Linked DNA regions of Mus musculus: all the other regions are linked to region 2. The links are chromatin contacts, called in public HiChIP or PLAC-seq maps. All regions are on one chromosome and are shown on one strand. The core of a region is the stretch at or near the end of the contact, and the rest is flanking DNA. Distances in the headings are between cores, read along the strand shown.

Region 1 (2,700 bases), core at 191-2,690, 180 kb after region 2:
CACCAGCCAACTTCTGTAGTAACCTCAAATGTAATTATCAGTGAAAGAGAAGCAGGCACTTGAGAGGAGGAAATGACTTACACAGAGGTGTCTGCTCCTGGGTTGAACAGTTGTTTCCGGGGAGAGAAGACAGAACCCACTCAGACCGTCCACTGCCCTTTTCTGGGGAGGGGAGGGGGCTTAGAAACACATGTCCTGTATCAAGGACCTCTGAGGCAAGGCCTTGACTGAGAGTCTCGTCCACTGTCATATCTGGTCCTATTCTCTCATGCATCCTTGTTTCTTTTCTCTGCAGATGCATAACTCACACAGACACCCCCCCCCCCCATTGCTAGGGGTGTGAGAGGTAGGTCCAGTCAAGGAACTGCCACCAGATGTCATTCTGACCTTAAATGGGGTCATCATGATAGCAGTCTCTTGAGCCCCCCCCCCCCCCAACTTGCACAGCTTATTACAGATGTAGGGCCTGGGTTGGTGGAGGGAGTTCCTTAAGGCGGCAAAGCACTTATGCTTGTTTTCATTTCAGATATAATCCAAGGAGCTTGGTATAGCCCTATAAATAATCATAGATGCTCCCAGGATGCCTCATAGCACATAGTATGTCTGCAAATGAACCAAGAAATCAAGAACCATTAGGTATTCTACCTAAGGTCAGCGGTGTGCAAATAGACACTCTGACGGCTGACAAGGGGACCAGGGACTTTTTGCTGTATCTCTGCTTTGCCTGAAGCTCTGTGTACAAGGAACACCCCATGACTGAAAGCAAAGATAAGAGCCCCTAGCCTGTGCTACTTTAATACAGCAAGTTGGCAGAGACCCCTAATCAAAGCTGGGCTGTGTTATCTCTTCTATCCAGAAGCGCTCTCAAGGAAGTAATGTTGGGGAAGCAAAGGAATTTCTACTTGTGCCTTTGAAGTTGTATGGTCTGCTGTGGCTGGTGTTAAGTCGTGCTTTGAGGGGTTTAAAAGCAGGGAGCAGCCATAGAGTGAGAATATAAGGCAACTGTTTGTGTAGCTGTGTTCAAGGCCTAAATTTAGCTTCTGTAAGATATTTGTTAACCTCCTTTCTGTAAGGTACCCTCCATCTGCTGCCTGCTCCCTCCCCCCCCCCCCCCCCCCGCTTGCCACCAGCCTCCCTTCGTGGCTGTCTGACGTCCTTCTTTACATTGTAACTGTGGCTATGGTCCAATGCCAATGACTCTGCATGGCAAATTAGAGACAAACCTTTTGGCAGTGAAACCCTTACAAGCTATATGGTTTGTTTTTTATGCCAAAAAATATTTTGGGGTTTGTGGCATCTGTTATTTCTATCATGTATATGTTAGTGATTAGCATGTCTGTAAGAAAAGCTATTTGCCTGTCTCCCCCTATAGCCAGTCAAACGAAACCAGTCACTGATGGTCAGTTTTAATTGGGGATTATGTGAATTTATTATGCTAATTTCCTTTTTTGTAGGTTACCATGGGGATCAGGGGGTTTGTTCGGTTTAGGGCTCACAGACAAGGAGCAGTAGTGTAAGCGGAATGAGTGTCAGGCACGTACTAGATAGTAGTACCCAGTGAGGGCATATGGAACGGATTAAACAGGAGGATGGAGTGGCTCTTGTGAGGATCCAGCTCATGACCTGCTGTGCAGTCATCTAATCCATGTCCTCTCTGAGGACAGCAAATGAATTACATCCCTGACCCAGACAATCCTTTAAAAGAGAGATTCAGGGCCAAGGAGATGGTTGACCTGGTAAAGGTGCTGTCTGCCTAACCTCACAACCCGAGGCCCGACCCTGGAGCCCACATGGAGGAAGGGCTCCACAGCGTGTCCTCACCTCCATATGCATGCGCGCATACACTATGTAAATAGTATAAACTAGCAATTTAGAGCATTAGAAGTGGCACAGATTGCAGTTAGATAGATGATCAGGGCTCCAGGGCCAGAGACGCACTTCCAGTTTGTATGACTTTGGTTGTGTTACTTGCTTTTTATCCTCTGTGGTAGGACCATGGGTGTAGCCAGGCTCACTACTATTCTGCCCGACACCCTTCTTCACGTCAGACAACAGATCACTTACTCTCCTGAACGAAGGACTGGTGCACTGGCATCTCACCCCGTTGGGTAGAGCTTGGTTCAGGAGATATGACTAGATGAAGCAGGGCCAACTAGAGACTCTCTGTGGTGTTCCTTCAGACCAAACCTGACTGGTGTTGAGGACCTGAATCTGACTCTGAGAGGCTGGTCCTCATCGTCTTCTCCCGTTGTTGAAAAGGAAAGACATATAAAGGACAGTGACACTGTGTTTTGATGATTGTGACCTTTCCAAGATGGGAACTTAATCCCCAACATAGCAGTCCTAGGGACTTTAGGGGGTGATGTAGTCTTGAGGGCAGAGCCCTCACAAATGGGTTTAGTGAACTTCGAAGAGCTGAAGGCAAATAGCTAGGCCTCTTTTGTCCCTCTGTCATGGTTGCCTTGTGTGGATACCTACATAGCACCATAAGAGACAAGGCTTGATCTTGGAGCTTTCTTCTTCTGGAACTATAGGAAAGTGAATTTCTCTTTATATGTTACTTTGTCCTGACTAATTTTATGCCAACTGGTCCCATGCTAGAGTCATATGAAAGGAGGGAGCCTCTCTTGAGAAAAATGCCTCCATAAGCTCCACCAAAAGGGCATTTTCTTAACTAGTGATCATGTGGAGGGTCCAGCC
Region 2 (2,700 bases), core at 16-2,515:
GATACAGTCCACAGAACTCAAAAAGGTCAACAAGCTGAAGTGCCCAAGTAAGGATACCTCAGTCCCACTTGGGAGAGAATATAAAGCAATCACAGTGGGAAGGGAGGGAGGGACATGGGAGGGAAAGCAGATGGGAGGGGAGTAGGGGGTAGAAAAGAACCTGATCTGGTATTGGGAAAGAACTGAAGCCCTGAGGGCCAGCAGAAAGGATGGAAACAGGAAACCTCCAGAAATAGGTTGGGGGAACCCTCCAGAATGCACCAGAGACCTGGGAGGTGAGAGACTCTCAGGACTCAAAGGAAGGGACCTTAGAGGAAATGCCAGACAGTAGGGAGAGGGAAATTACAGAGCCCACCTCCAGCAGGAAGGCAGGGCATCAAGTGAGAGATGGGGTTGCCATCCTACGGTCACATCTCTGACCCATAATTGTTCCTGTCTGAAAGAATTACAGGGATGGAAATAGAGAGGAGCCTGAGGAAAAGAAGGTCCAGGGACAGACCCAAAGTGGGATCCAGCTCAAGGGGAGGTCCCAAGGCCTGACACTATTACTGAGGCTATGGAGCACTCACAAAAAGGGATCTATCATGACTGTCCTCCAAAAGACCCAACAAGCAGCTGAAAGAGTCAGATGCAGATATTTGCATCCAACCAATGGACAGAAGCAACTGACCCCTATTGTTGAATTAGGGAAGGCTGAAAGAAGCTGAGGAGGGCGGCGATCCTGTAGGAGGACCAGCAGTCTCTATTAACCTGGACCCCCAGAGATCTCTCAGATACTAGAACACGAACCAGGCAGCATACACCAGCTGATATGAGGCCCCCAACACACATACAGTAGAGTACTTCCTAGTCTGTGTTCATTCAGAGATGATGTACCTAACCCACAAGAGACTGGAGGCACCAGGGAGTTTAGAGGTCAGGTGGGATGGGGTTGGGGACATCATCATGGAGACAGGGGGTGGGGAGGAGGTATGGGATATGGAACAGTTAGAGGGTGGATCAGGAGCAGGGGAGGGGAATAAAATATGGAGTGTAAAAAATAAATTAAAAAAAATTACACTGGAAAAAATAAAAATAAGCAAATCCTTCAATTAAGTAAAAATGCAACAGAAAAACAAGTCTCTTCCAGTCCTCACTGGAAAGGGTGGAAGTAAAGAAGAAACCAATTGCTCTATTTAGAAAAGACGTTGTGTGCATGCTGCAGAGAGCAATTACTGGTTAGCTGCATCACGGCTGAGAGGCTAATGTGGCGGAGCTTATTTGAGGCTGGTTGTAAAGAGTCGCTGGCACGTCATCGCTGGCACATCGTCATCGAAAAGCAGCCGCCTGGCTGGGGACTTTTCCGAAGATCACACACAACGGTTTCAGACTTTCTATTTCTGGGGCAGTGCCAAGCAATCGGCGAATCAGTGGTTTTTAACTTGGTGTCTTATTCTGGGTCTCATAACGTCAGCTGCTCAATGTGGAGGATTTTTATTAAGAGGAAACACCTGCATGAGAGAAACCTGGAAGGCAGACAGACAGACAGACTGGCAGAACTGTCAAACTGCCACCCAGCCTAACTCAGAATGGGGAAGGTGGGAAGGAAGAAGAGTCACAACCCCCCTCCACCCCGATCACCCAGCATCTAAGGACCCCTGTCAGAAAGTCCCCCAGCCAGAGTCATGTGCTGGCAGCCTATGTCTCTGGGACTGGGCCTGTCTTGGTACTTAGTATCCCCGAAGAACTTGGCTAATGGCCGTGAGTAGCTGGCCTGACCTCAGCGCAAACTTGGAGATGGATTGCAGTGTGGGCCCTCTGCCAACTGTGCCATTGAACAGTGTCAGAGTCACTGAAGGAGCCGTCTCTCTGCATCTGCCGGGGCCAGCTCCTCCTCCCCAGCACGGATGCCATCAGATGTCTTCAATGCCTGCTGCTTAGAGAAGCTTGCTCAGGCAGCCAGAGTCTGGGGGATGTGTCATGCCTCTCATGTGTGCTGACCACAGCAAAGGGGCTTCAGGCCAGAGAAGGCAGAAACATATCTTCCGCTTTAATGTTTATCAATGAGTTCCACAAGTGGCTTACTGATGTACTAGGCAGCCGTGTCTGTTATTTTGATTTCTTCTAAAAATGAAAGGGGGATAAATTGCTCAGTAAAGAGCTCCCTGGTTCTCCATGGACACAGCTCAGTCAGAAAGAAAGACAGGTCTAAAGGCCTGCTGGTGAGGGATAGCTCAGCAAAGGTCTCATGGGCTACCATCCAAAGTCCCCCCCCCCCCACACACACTTTTGACCCCTCGGTACTCATTATGTCTGTTTTCCTGCTGGGTACCTGACCTTACAACAGCATATGAGCACATGGTGTCCATCTGAACATGAGTGGTCTGGTACTGAAAGTGATATTACAAACGCCACTGGCTGGCTCCCATGTGCCATCATTTTAAGTAGAAGATAAATCTGTGATGGCTATTGGCAAATGCCTAAACATTCTCTAAATCTGTTGTTGAAGAGTGAAGTTTAAATACCGGAAACAATAGGTACCTGTCAGAATGTAAGTTGCTTAAACCACCATTTTCTGATCATCAGAACAGTCAATGTGATTGTTATCATTTGTGTTAAGTAAGGTGAACAGTTTGCAGGTCCTTCAAACTAGACACAAATTTTAGTATTTAAAATACTCTACCAAACAGGGCACATGGATGTGTGCCATTTGTGCTAGTA
Region 3 (2,700 bases), core at 37-2,536, 200 kb after region 2:
TGTCAAGGTGTTAAGCTTCTGTTGTACAAATTCTGAAGCAGATGCTGTGAGGGCCTGGCAGTGTGTAAGAGCCAATACTGAGTCCCACCATGCTAAGTGGCTAAGCTCCCTGCATCAAGACAAAAGTTGGAAAGCTGGAGGGTACTCTGAGTAGAACCCATGGAAATTACATTGGACAGCACTAACTGTGAGGAGCATCTGGAATGACAGGCAGAGCCTCACCAAACCCATGGCTATCTACTTGCCCTTGGTGTTTTTATGAAGGAAGAATGACCGAGGCAGGGGTCGCTTGGGAAAGTACTATATGAATGAGAGGAGCTATTTTATTGTCTTATTTATTGGTTAAAGTTGTAAGAGTGGGCAAGTTAGGGTCTAGACCTCCAAGAACGTCTGTCATTGATTAAAGACAGGTAAGTGGGGCCAGAGAGATGGCTCAGGGTTAAGGGTACTCACTGATCTCATAGGCTCAGTTCTCAGCACTCACGTGGTGACTCACAGTCATCCATAGGTCCAGTTCCCGGGCATCAACTGCTTTCTTGTGACCTCCTTGGGCACTAAGTATGCATGGTGCACATACATACGAGCAGGCAGAGTACCTATCCACATAAAATAAATCTAAAATGAAAATTTAAAAAAAAGTAATTCCAAATTTTAATTTTGCCAGTAAAATTTTTTAATTTAAATTAGTCTTTGAATTTTCTCTTATTTCTGAGATCATTCCAGTCTCATTTAAAAATATGCTTTGAACATAAGCTCCTGCTTGAACATAAGGGTTAGCTGCCATTTGGATCCATTTAAAGTGTCACTCTGTGTAAAGGGGGTTCTTGAAATATCATAACAGAATCTAATATTTGCCAAGAGTTGTCTCCTTCTGTTTCCCCTGTGATTCTTCAGCAAGAGCTCTGTGTGCGAAGTTACAGAATTGAAATTGCCAAAGTGTAGCCCTGATACCATAGACACAGAAATTCTTGAGACCTGCAGTATGATTGTAATTAGGAAAGTAAATTTCACTTTAAACACCATCCGGAGGCACAACTGGGAAGAAATAATGTAGTGTGTTTTCAGTAACAAAGAATAGATCAATATTTTAAAATGTGATAAATTATAGAGCCCTTCCCTGTGTCTCATAAATATTCCAACAAGCACATTGTTAAAGACAGATGCTGCCCTGACTCGCAGGGTAGTGTGTTTAAATATAGTTATTCTGCAGTGTCAGCACGTTGCTGTCTAATGTCAGGAGAAGCTTGTTATTAAACTCTAGAATTCAATGTGTTATGCTAATGTGCTGCTGAGTCCATTTACATTTTATGGAACAATTTTATTTGTTCTGCACTTGCTGGCTGCCAGAGAAAGTGAGCTCTAGTTGGTGATATTTTGAAGCTGTAACATCAGCATCCAATTTCAGGAATTCAACTTGTAAATCTGGAAGTTGGTGTTAGATGCTATCGTTAGCCACTCTGTGGGCCCAAATCATAGCTTGCACGCCATTCCCCAGTGTACCTTCTGGAAAGCCAGTTGTCCTCATCCAAGGTTAAGTTGTGACATTTAAGTTAAGACATTTGAGAAGGAAGCTATGAAGGCTACAAGGAAGTGCATTTTAAATGACAATAGTGATGAAAATGCAAACCCTCCTGAATGCAGACAGCAAGAAGCATCTTTTATAGTTGGGATGTATCCTTTCTGTGTCCTCATCCTCAGTATGTGTGTGCACGTGTGTGTGCTTTACATGGGTGGGATGGGCTGTGTCTGGTAGTTCACAGCTTTGCTTGTAACTTCAGCACTCTGTGATTTCTTCCTTGCCCATATAGCACCTGCTATTCTCTTATTCTGTGAAGAAACACCCTGGCCTTCTTCTGATTCACAGCATACACACACACACACATACACACACACCATACACACACACACACCACACAGGCGCACGTGCACACGCACGCGCACACACACACATGTGCCGTCTTATTTTAAAGTACACATATTTTGTTTCTGTTTTCAGTTAACAGGAAGTATATGCACTATGGGATGGTTAAATTTAACTAAATGAAGCTGCATCAGCCACTGCGTATGGTGGCACACACCTTTGATCCCAGAGCTTACAAGGCAGAGATCTCGTGAATTTAAGGATAGCCTTGTCTACACAGCAAGTAATGTCCAGGCCAGCCAGTAATGCCTGGGACGACCCTGTCTCAAAAGAAATGAACCAAGATCACCTCCCATGGTTATCCTTTTAGTGATGACATCATCACACACGGCATCCGTGCTCTGCAGTTTTCAGAATACAGTGCACCATTATTACTGTGGTCACCATTCTTGATTAGATCTATTGATATGCATCCTTCCAAACTAGTAGGAAAATAATCTTTAAAAACAGCCGCACCCTGACTACCCAGCCTCTGGTAAGTGTATGCTCTGGTTCTAGGAAATCTACTTCTTCTTCTTTTTTTTTTAAGGTTTATTTATTTATTTTCTGTACATGAGTGAGCTGAAAATCTACTTCTTAATGTTATATATTTGATATTGTGTTTCATATGAATTTTAGGATCTTTTTCTATTGCGGTGAAAAATGTCTTTGGTACTTTGGGTAGGGCTTGCATTGAACCTATGGATCACTGATGGTAGAGATTGTATTGAATCTATAGATCACTGTGGGTAGGGCTTGCATTGAATCTATGGATCATGTCGGGTTGGGGTTGTATTGAA

Evidence for each region. HiChIP or PLAC-seq counts read pairs in DNA pulled down with a chosen protein or histone mark.
Region 1: an H3K4me3 HiChIP or PLAC-seq map of embryonic basal ganglia shows a contact between it and region 2, with 2.8 times the contacts expected there. The contact joins two enhancer-like sites. A contact is called at or near these places in 1 of 484 Hi-C or Micro-C datasets (bone marrow-derived macrophages) and 3 of 115 datasets of contacts at active chromatin or transcription factors (embryonic basal ganglia, embryonic forebrain and forebrain).
Region 3: a contact with region 2 is called in an H3K4me3 HiChIP or PLAC-seq map of embryonic basal ganglia, with 3 times the contacts expected there. The contact joins two enhancer-like sites. A contact is called at or near these places in 1 of 484 Hi-C or Micro-C datasets (cortical neurons), 7 of 115 datasets of contacts at active chromatin or transcription factors (bone marrow-derived macrophages, double positive thymocytes, embryonic basal ganglia and 4 more) and 3 of 9 other capture datasets (adipose tissue, liver and pancreatic islet).

The regions. Positions count from the first base shown.
Region 1 is chr3:69,468,796-69,471,495 of GRCm38.p6, forward strand. The region is part of intron 1 of Ppm1l (protein phosphatase 1 (formerly 2C)-like); the gene reads left to right. Among named protein-coding and RNA genes, the nearest start is that of Gm52607, 8.0 kb to the left of the region's middle. Within about 2 kb of position 1,441, at least 37 of the 459 cell types and tissues checked have an H3K27ac peak or open chromatin away from gene starts, as enhancers often do. A contact at or near this core is called in embryonic basal ganglia, where this site is marked.
Region 2 is chr3:69,288,721-69,291,420 of GRCm38.p6, forward strand. No RefSeq gene overlaps it. Among named protein-coding and RNA genes, the nearest start is that of Ppm1l, 27 kb to the right of the region's middle. Within about 2 kb of position 1,266, at least 109 of the 459 cell types and tissues checked have an H3K27ac peak or open chromatin away from gene starts, as enhancers often do. A contact at or near this core is called in embryonic basal ganglia, where this site is marked.
Region 3 is chr3:69,493,610-69,496,309 of GRCm38.p6, forward strand. All of the region lies in intron 1 of Ppm1l (protein phosphatase 1 (formerly 2C)-like), which reads left to right. Among named protein-coding and RNA genes, the nearest start is that of Gm52607, 33 kb to the left of the region's middle. Within about 2 kb of position 1,287, at least 8 of the 459 cell types and tissues checked have an H3K27ac peak or open chromatin away from gene starts, as enhancers often do. A contact at or near this core is called in embryonic basal ganglia, where this site is marked.